2 separate regions of the Mus musculus genome follow, and region 2 is linked to region 1. A link is a contact called in public HiChIP or PLAC-seq data. All regions are on one chromosome and are shown on one strand. Each heading gives the region's core, a stretch centred on a gene start, on an enhancer-like site or on the middle of the called end of the contact. The rest is flanking DNA. Distances are from core to core; before and after follow the strand shown. Region 1 holds the start of Eri1 (exoribonuclease 1). Region 2 overlaps 5430403N17Rik (RIKEN cDNA 5430403N17 gene).

Region 1 (2,703 bases), core at 95-2,594:
GAGAGGGCAGATGGAAGCGTCTTCAGCCTTCCAAAGTACCTACCAACAAAGGGAATAATCTGGAAAGATCCAGAGAAGCATGCTCCGGACAAGAGGAGCACAAGATCCTTACGTTACAAAACACTCCACGATAAAAGAACACAAGGAAGCCAGAGTGGACGAAGATGTGTATATGAACTGAGCAGAGGGGCAAACTGAAGAAGGCACGGAATGCGCAGCGCAACCTCGGCACAGACTGTCAAAAGGAAACTCTAGAGGCCTGATAGACAGCTTAACCATGAAGAACAAACTCTGCTCTTCCCCAAGACCCATACCTCCTTTCCTGGTCTTCAGAGGCACCTGCGCACACACACACATTTTAAAAAATAATATTTAAAAGGCTATTCTGGCTACTACACGAAGGTGTAAATGGAAAGAATAAAGGCATTGGGACGCCTCTATGGAATACCCACCTTCTGACATTTTGGTTTTTGAGCCTAGCCTTTCACACCCAAGCCATCTATCTCTCTACCCTGCCAATGAATGAATAACCTGGGTGTCAGTACTCAACTCCTCTTACGAAAAAGCGACAGAATTTAGCATCTCGCTCACAACCCGCGGCGCTAGCCAACACTAATTCATCAAGATGAAAAACAGAAGTCCGGGGATCATCTCCTGATCTTGCCCATGCCGTGAGGAAGTAGCAAATCACTTAGAAAGCCGGTCGTGGCAGGGTTCTGGGCGAGACAGTAGGGGACGGGGAAAGACCGGGGGAGGGTCCTCTCGGGAACAGATGCACCTCGGGGTGCAGAGGGCAGTGGGCCGTCTGGGGCTGGGAAGACACGGGCTGTCCGAGCACCCCGAAAGGCTTGCCGCCGCATCTGGCGGGGAGGGTGGGCGCTGGAGAGAACCCAGCCAATCAGCGCCACGGGGCTGATGGAACGGCAGTGCGCCCGCGCGCGCCGAATGTTTACGCGGAATTCTCACTCGGAACTTCCCGCCTGACCTCCTCCCTCTCGAGGCCGACGATGCTCGCCCCGACTAGGACGGAGCAGGGGAGCGAGCGAGGCCGCCCCGCACGCGCGCGCGAGCTCCCGACCTCACCTCCACGCTCAGCGGCCGGGACTCCTCACACTCCGGCCGCGGCGTCTTCTGCTGCGCCGCGTCGCCGCCACGCTCCCGGCCCCGCTCGTCCTCCATGCCGCCTCTCGCGGGCCGCGAGACGGCCGCGGACGCTCACTGTCGGTCCACCGAGACCCGCGGGAAGCCGCCTCGCTCTCTCCCTTGAAAAACTACCGCGCTTCACGTTCCCGCGGCGGCCGCCACACAAACTCCGCCGGACGCCTCCTACTTCCGGGAGCGTGTGGCGTTGTCACGCCGCGCAGGCGCAGTGGGCGGGTCCCCTCCTTTTTCTCCCCGCGCGCGCGCGGTAGGACGGCGGCGGGAGAGAGCCCGGGAGGCGAGCGATTTGGGGAAGTGGGCGTGGGTAGCCCGCAGGTTCGAAAATGGTGCTGCGCCGGTTGCCTGGGATGCGCGCGTGAAGCTGCCCTAATTAGTGTTTGCTGCAAGTTCTAAGGTCTTTCCTCCCAGTAACTCAAAATCTATTTACTTTTTTTCCCCCACTGTAGCAGAAGCTGCTTTGACAACGACCAGTGTAGTCTATGTATGCCCTTCTGCAGATGCGTTCCTAGGGTCTAGATTCCACAACGCTGAAATCTACAGGATTGCATCCTTTCCAATGCTGTTTGGCATTTGGGGACGTTTTTAAAAATCATTTTCATTCGTCTCCACCCCCCCCCCTTGTGTTTATGGGTGTTTTACCTGCGAGCATGTCTGCACCGCGTGTGTGCAGTACCCCAGGGAGGCTGAAGAGAGCGTTGTCCCTGGGATTGGAGTTAGAACCCAACATGGGAGTTGCCATGTGGGTGTTTTTGAGAGGCGAAGGAAGAAACTACCATTCCAACTTAAGTGTCTGGGCAAGATGAACTTTACTCTTTATCAAGCGGGTATGCTCGAAGAGTGAATACATACAAGTCAGGAAGTGTGTTTGGTGATTATTTTAACTTAGGGTGTGGCCTGTGTGTGTCTCTTCCTCCTGATTTGAGGTCCCGTTGTTTCACAGCCTGATTTGATTGGCTAGTCTGAAAAGAATTGGTGCACAGGAAGTGGAGGATGGGGAAAGGGGCCATTGGAATAAAGGAGCAGTTCTTTGAGTAAACAGTAGTTTTTCTGGATCTGAAGGATCGAAACATTTTCATTAAAAGTCTCACAAGGTGGAGGAAGATAAAAAGATTTCAATTCTTTGTCTTAAACCCAAGTTTTATAGTATCCATAGAAAAGACTTGTGGTGGTTTAAATATGCTTGGCCCAGGGAGTGGCACTATTAGTAGATGTGGCCTTGTTGGAGGAAGTCTGTCACTGTGGGCATGAGCTTTAAGACCCTCATTCATGCTGGCTGCCTGAAAGTCAGTCTTCTCCTGTTTGCATTTGGAGCAAGATGTTGAACTCTCAGCTTCTCCTGTACCATGCCTGCCTGGATGGTGCCATGCTCCCACTTTGATGATAATGGACTGAACCTCTGAACCTATAAGCCAGCCCCAATTAAACGCTATCCTTCTAAGAGTTGCCTTGGTCATGGTTAAACACTTGTCATAAGACAAGACTCTTACTTGGTATTTCTCACACACTGGCGATTGAACCGGGGTCTCTAAAAAGGCAGCCAGT
Region 2 (2,703 bases), core at 127-2,626, 380 kb after region 1:
GTTCAAGGAGGGCATATGTTCTTATAAAAGGCTTTTTGTCTGTTTTTCTGAGACAGAACAAGAAAGGAAAACATGCCTTGCATCTGTTCTGACCCATCTACCAGATAGCCAAGCCTCTGAGAAGCTCCTGAGAAAGGATTTTAGAGAATGTTTTCTGAGGAACTGCCTTAGGCCTGGCCCAGAGGTCTCATAGGAACAGCTCATATCCTGCATGGCAGCAAATCAGAGAGTTGGTCACATGAGAAGACAGTGGAAACAATTCGGACAGGAACTTAGGCCATATACAGGGCCTCTTTCTCTATACTGTTCCAAGTTATAGCATTATAATTTGGAGAACCATAAAAAGCCGATACTTCAAATGGGTGTAGAGCTAAATGAGGCAGATTCAGATATTTACATTATTGTCACCAGTAAAATGAAACGCGGAAGGCTACTGGCTTGTCCCAAGTCCTTATATTTCTCTGACCCTAACCTTCAGGCATTCCAAAGTCCAGAACTTCATGGGAGCCTGAGCTTTCCAGGAGCCGGCTGTGGTGCTCATCAAGACCCCCATACAGGAGGCTAGCTAGGGTATCAATGAGTGGTCCACAGAGGAGGCTAGCATATCTCTTAGCTGTCCACAGTGGAGGCTTGTATATCTATCAGTGGTCCACAGAGGAGGCTAGCATCTCTGGGTTGTCAGTGATGCACTTTTCTCTGGCCCATTTCTTTAAGGCCTGGTGCCCCTGGCTACTCTACAGTAAGGGATTTGTGCATCGTGCTGTGGGGTTCAGGTGGGAGATGCAGTGACATGGAGGAGGAGCTCTTAAGGCTCTTACTGGTGTTTCTTTTTGTGATGCTTTTTATTTTCTCTAAACTTTGGTTGTTGTTGTTGTTGCTGCTTGAGAATTCCATGCATGTATATGTATTTTGACAAATCCTCACCCACTTTCCCTTCCCTCCAATCCTTCCCCAACCCACCTCTACTACTACTTTCCCAACCCACACATTGGTGCTTTGTTTGTCTGTTTGTTAAAACTCACTGAGTCCATTTAATGCTGTCAGTATATGTGAGGGTGTAGGGTTATATACTGGAGCATGGGTAGCTTTTTGACAGCTGCATCACTAAAGAAAATTGCCTGTCCCTGCCCCTGTCCCTCCCCCCTCTCCCTCTTCCTCCTCTCTCCCCTCTCCTTCCCCCTCCGTCCTGATCAACTTCCCTCCATCCCCACCCCACTTCATAAGCACCAAACCAAACACATTCCTTGTGGGATCCAGTCTGGTTTGATCTTGTGCTAGTATTTCCCGTGCACTCACAGCTGCTGAAGCCTGTGTGTTACAGCCTTGTCATATCTGGAGAACAACGTTTTGCCAGATGTCCACTACCTCTGGCTCTCAGTCATTCTGCCCCTTCTTCCACGATGAGTCATAAGTCTTGGGAGCACAGGGCGTGACACAGATGTTCCATTTAGGGCTGAGCTTTCCATAGTCCTTTATTTTTCTATATGTTGACCAGTCGTGCATCTCTGTTAAGTAGCCATCTACTGCAGAAAGAAAGCATCAGGATGAGGGAGGGACGAGAGATGCACAAGCCTATGGGTATAAGGTTAGGTCCCTAGCAGGGAGACTTCATACTCTGTCTACTTAGCAGAGTAAGAAGAATAGGTTCTTCCTCAGAGTTTATGACCCACCTACCGAATCTTGGCCCAGTTAACAGTACCAGCCATGGGTTCCATTCTGTGGAACAGGGCTTTCAACCCAACCAGAAAATGGTTGGTTGCTCCCATAACATTTGTGCAAGTATTGCACTGGTGAGCATATATTGATAACTCAGCAGCTCGTAGGACTTACAGCTGGGTAAGTATTGAACACATTGCTCCTCACATAGCATACACAGAGCCTTCCAGTACTGTGAAAGCTATTAAGTAGAGACAAAACCTCCAGGTTGGTACCAACCTGATTTCTCCAGGTCCTGTGGCTCAAGTAGCTGGTGGCTTCGGCAACAGGGTCTGACACTCAGGTTTTCTGGAGGGTAGCCCTGACCTTTGGCACTACCCTGTAATGTCTATTGTAGGGAAGAGCCTATGGGACTGTACTGATCAATAACTCAAAAGGAAGGAACCGAAACCTAGCCCTGAGCTTTTTATTTGACATCTTGTTCGATCCCAGATCTGGGATAGGGATTGGCCTCCCTATTGTAGGGTAACTCCACTGAAACTCCTTTTACAGGTGGATATGACTGTATTTTAGAAAGCTTCATACAGAAGTAGGTTTCCATATCTCCTTCTCAAATGTCCTTGGTATTAGCTATCTCTCTTCCTCCACTCTTCCTCTCTCCTACCTTCTACCCTCTATACCATTTAATCCTTCCTATTCCATTATTCCTCTTTCCCCTTCACACTACCTGTGTTCTATCCATCCTCCTATGAAATTCCCCACCATGTTCTGGTCCCTTACTACTTTTTTGATATCTATGAGCCGAGAAGTTTGAACACATACCTGAAGAAAAGCTAGTATGCACATATGAGAGAGAATACATGATTTTTGTCTTCCTGGTTCTGGTTTCCTCACTCAGGGCAACTGATTCCTGGTCCTTTTACTTATATAAAATTCTCATAATTTTATTCTTTACAGATGAGCAAAATTCCACTGTGTGGGGCTGGAGAGATGGCTCAGCGATTAAGAGCACTGACTGCTCTTCTAGAGGTACTGAGTTCAGTTCCC

The links. HiChIP or PLAC-seq counts read pairs in DNA pulled down with a chosen protein or histone mark.
Region 2: a FOXA1 HiChIP or PLAC-seq map of pancreatic cancer cells shows a contact between it and region 1. The contact joins the enhancer-like site here to the promoter of Eri1 in region 1. A contact is called at or near these places in 2 of 39 promoter capture datasets (the 3T3-L1 cell line and cranial neural crest) and 3 of 115 datasets of contacts at active chromatin or transcription factors (bone marrow-derived macrophages, forebrain and pancreatic cancer cells).

The regions. Positions count from the first base shown.
Region 1 is chr8:35,494,189-35,496,891 of GRCm38.p6, forward strand. It overlaps Eri1 (exoribonuclease 1), which reads right to left and starts at 1,345. Exons shown (of 7, transcript NM_026067.3): 1 at 1,084-1,345. The coding sequence starts at 1,179. Gm51568 (a long non-coding RNA gene) reads left to right here and starts at 1,338. Exons shown (of 2, transcript XR_003947532.1): 1 at 1,338-2,703.
Region 2 is chr8:35,869,890-35,872,592 of GRCm38.p6, forward strand. 5430403N17Rik (RIKEN cDNA 5430403N17 gene) reads right to left here. Exons shown (of 3, transcript NR_046181.1): 2 at 1,297-1,523. Among named protein-coding and RNA genes, the nearest start is that of 5430403N17Rik, 12 kb to the right of the region's middle. Within about 2 kb of position 1,377, at least 17 of the 459 cell types and tissues checked have an H3K27ac peak or open chromatin away from gene starts, as enhancers often do. A contact at or near this core is called in pancreatic cancer cells, where this site is marked.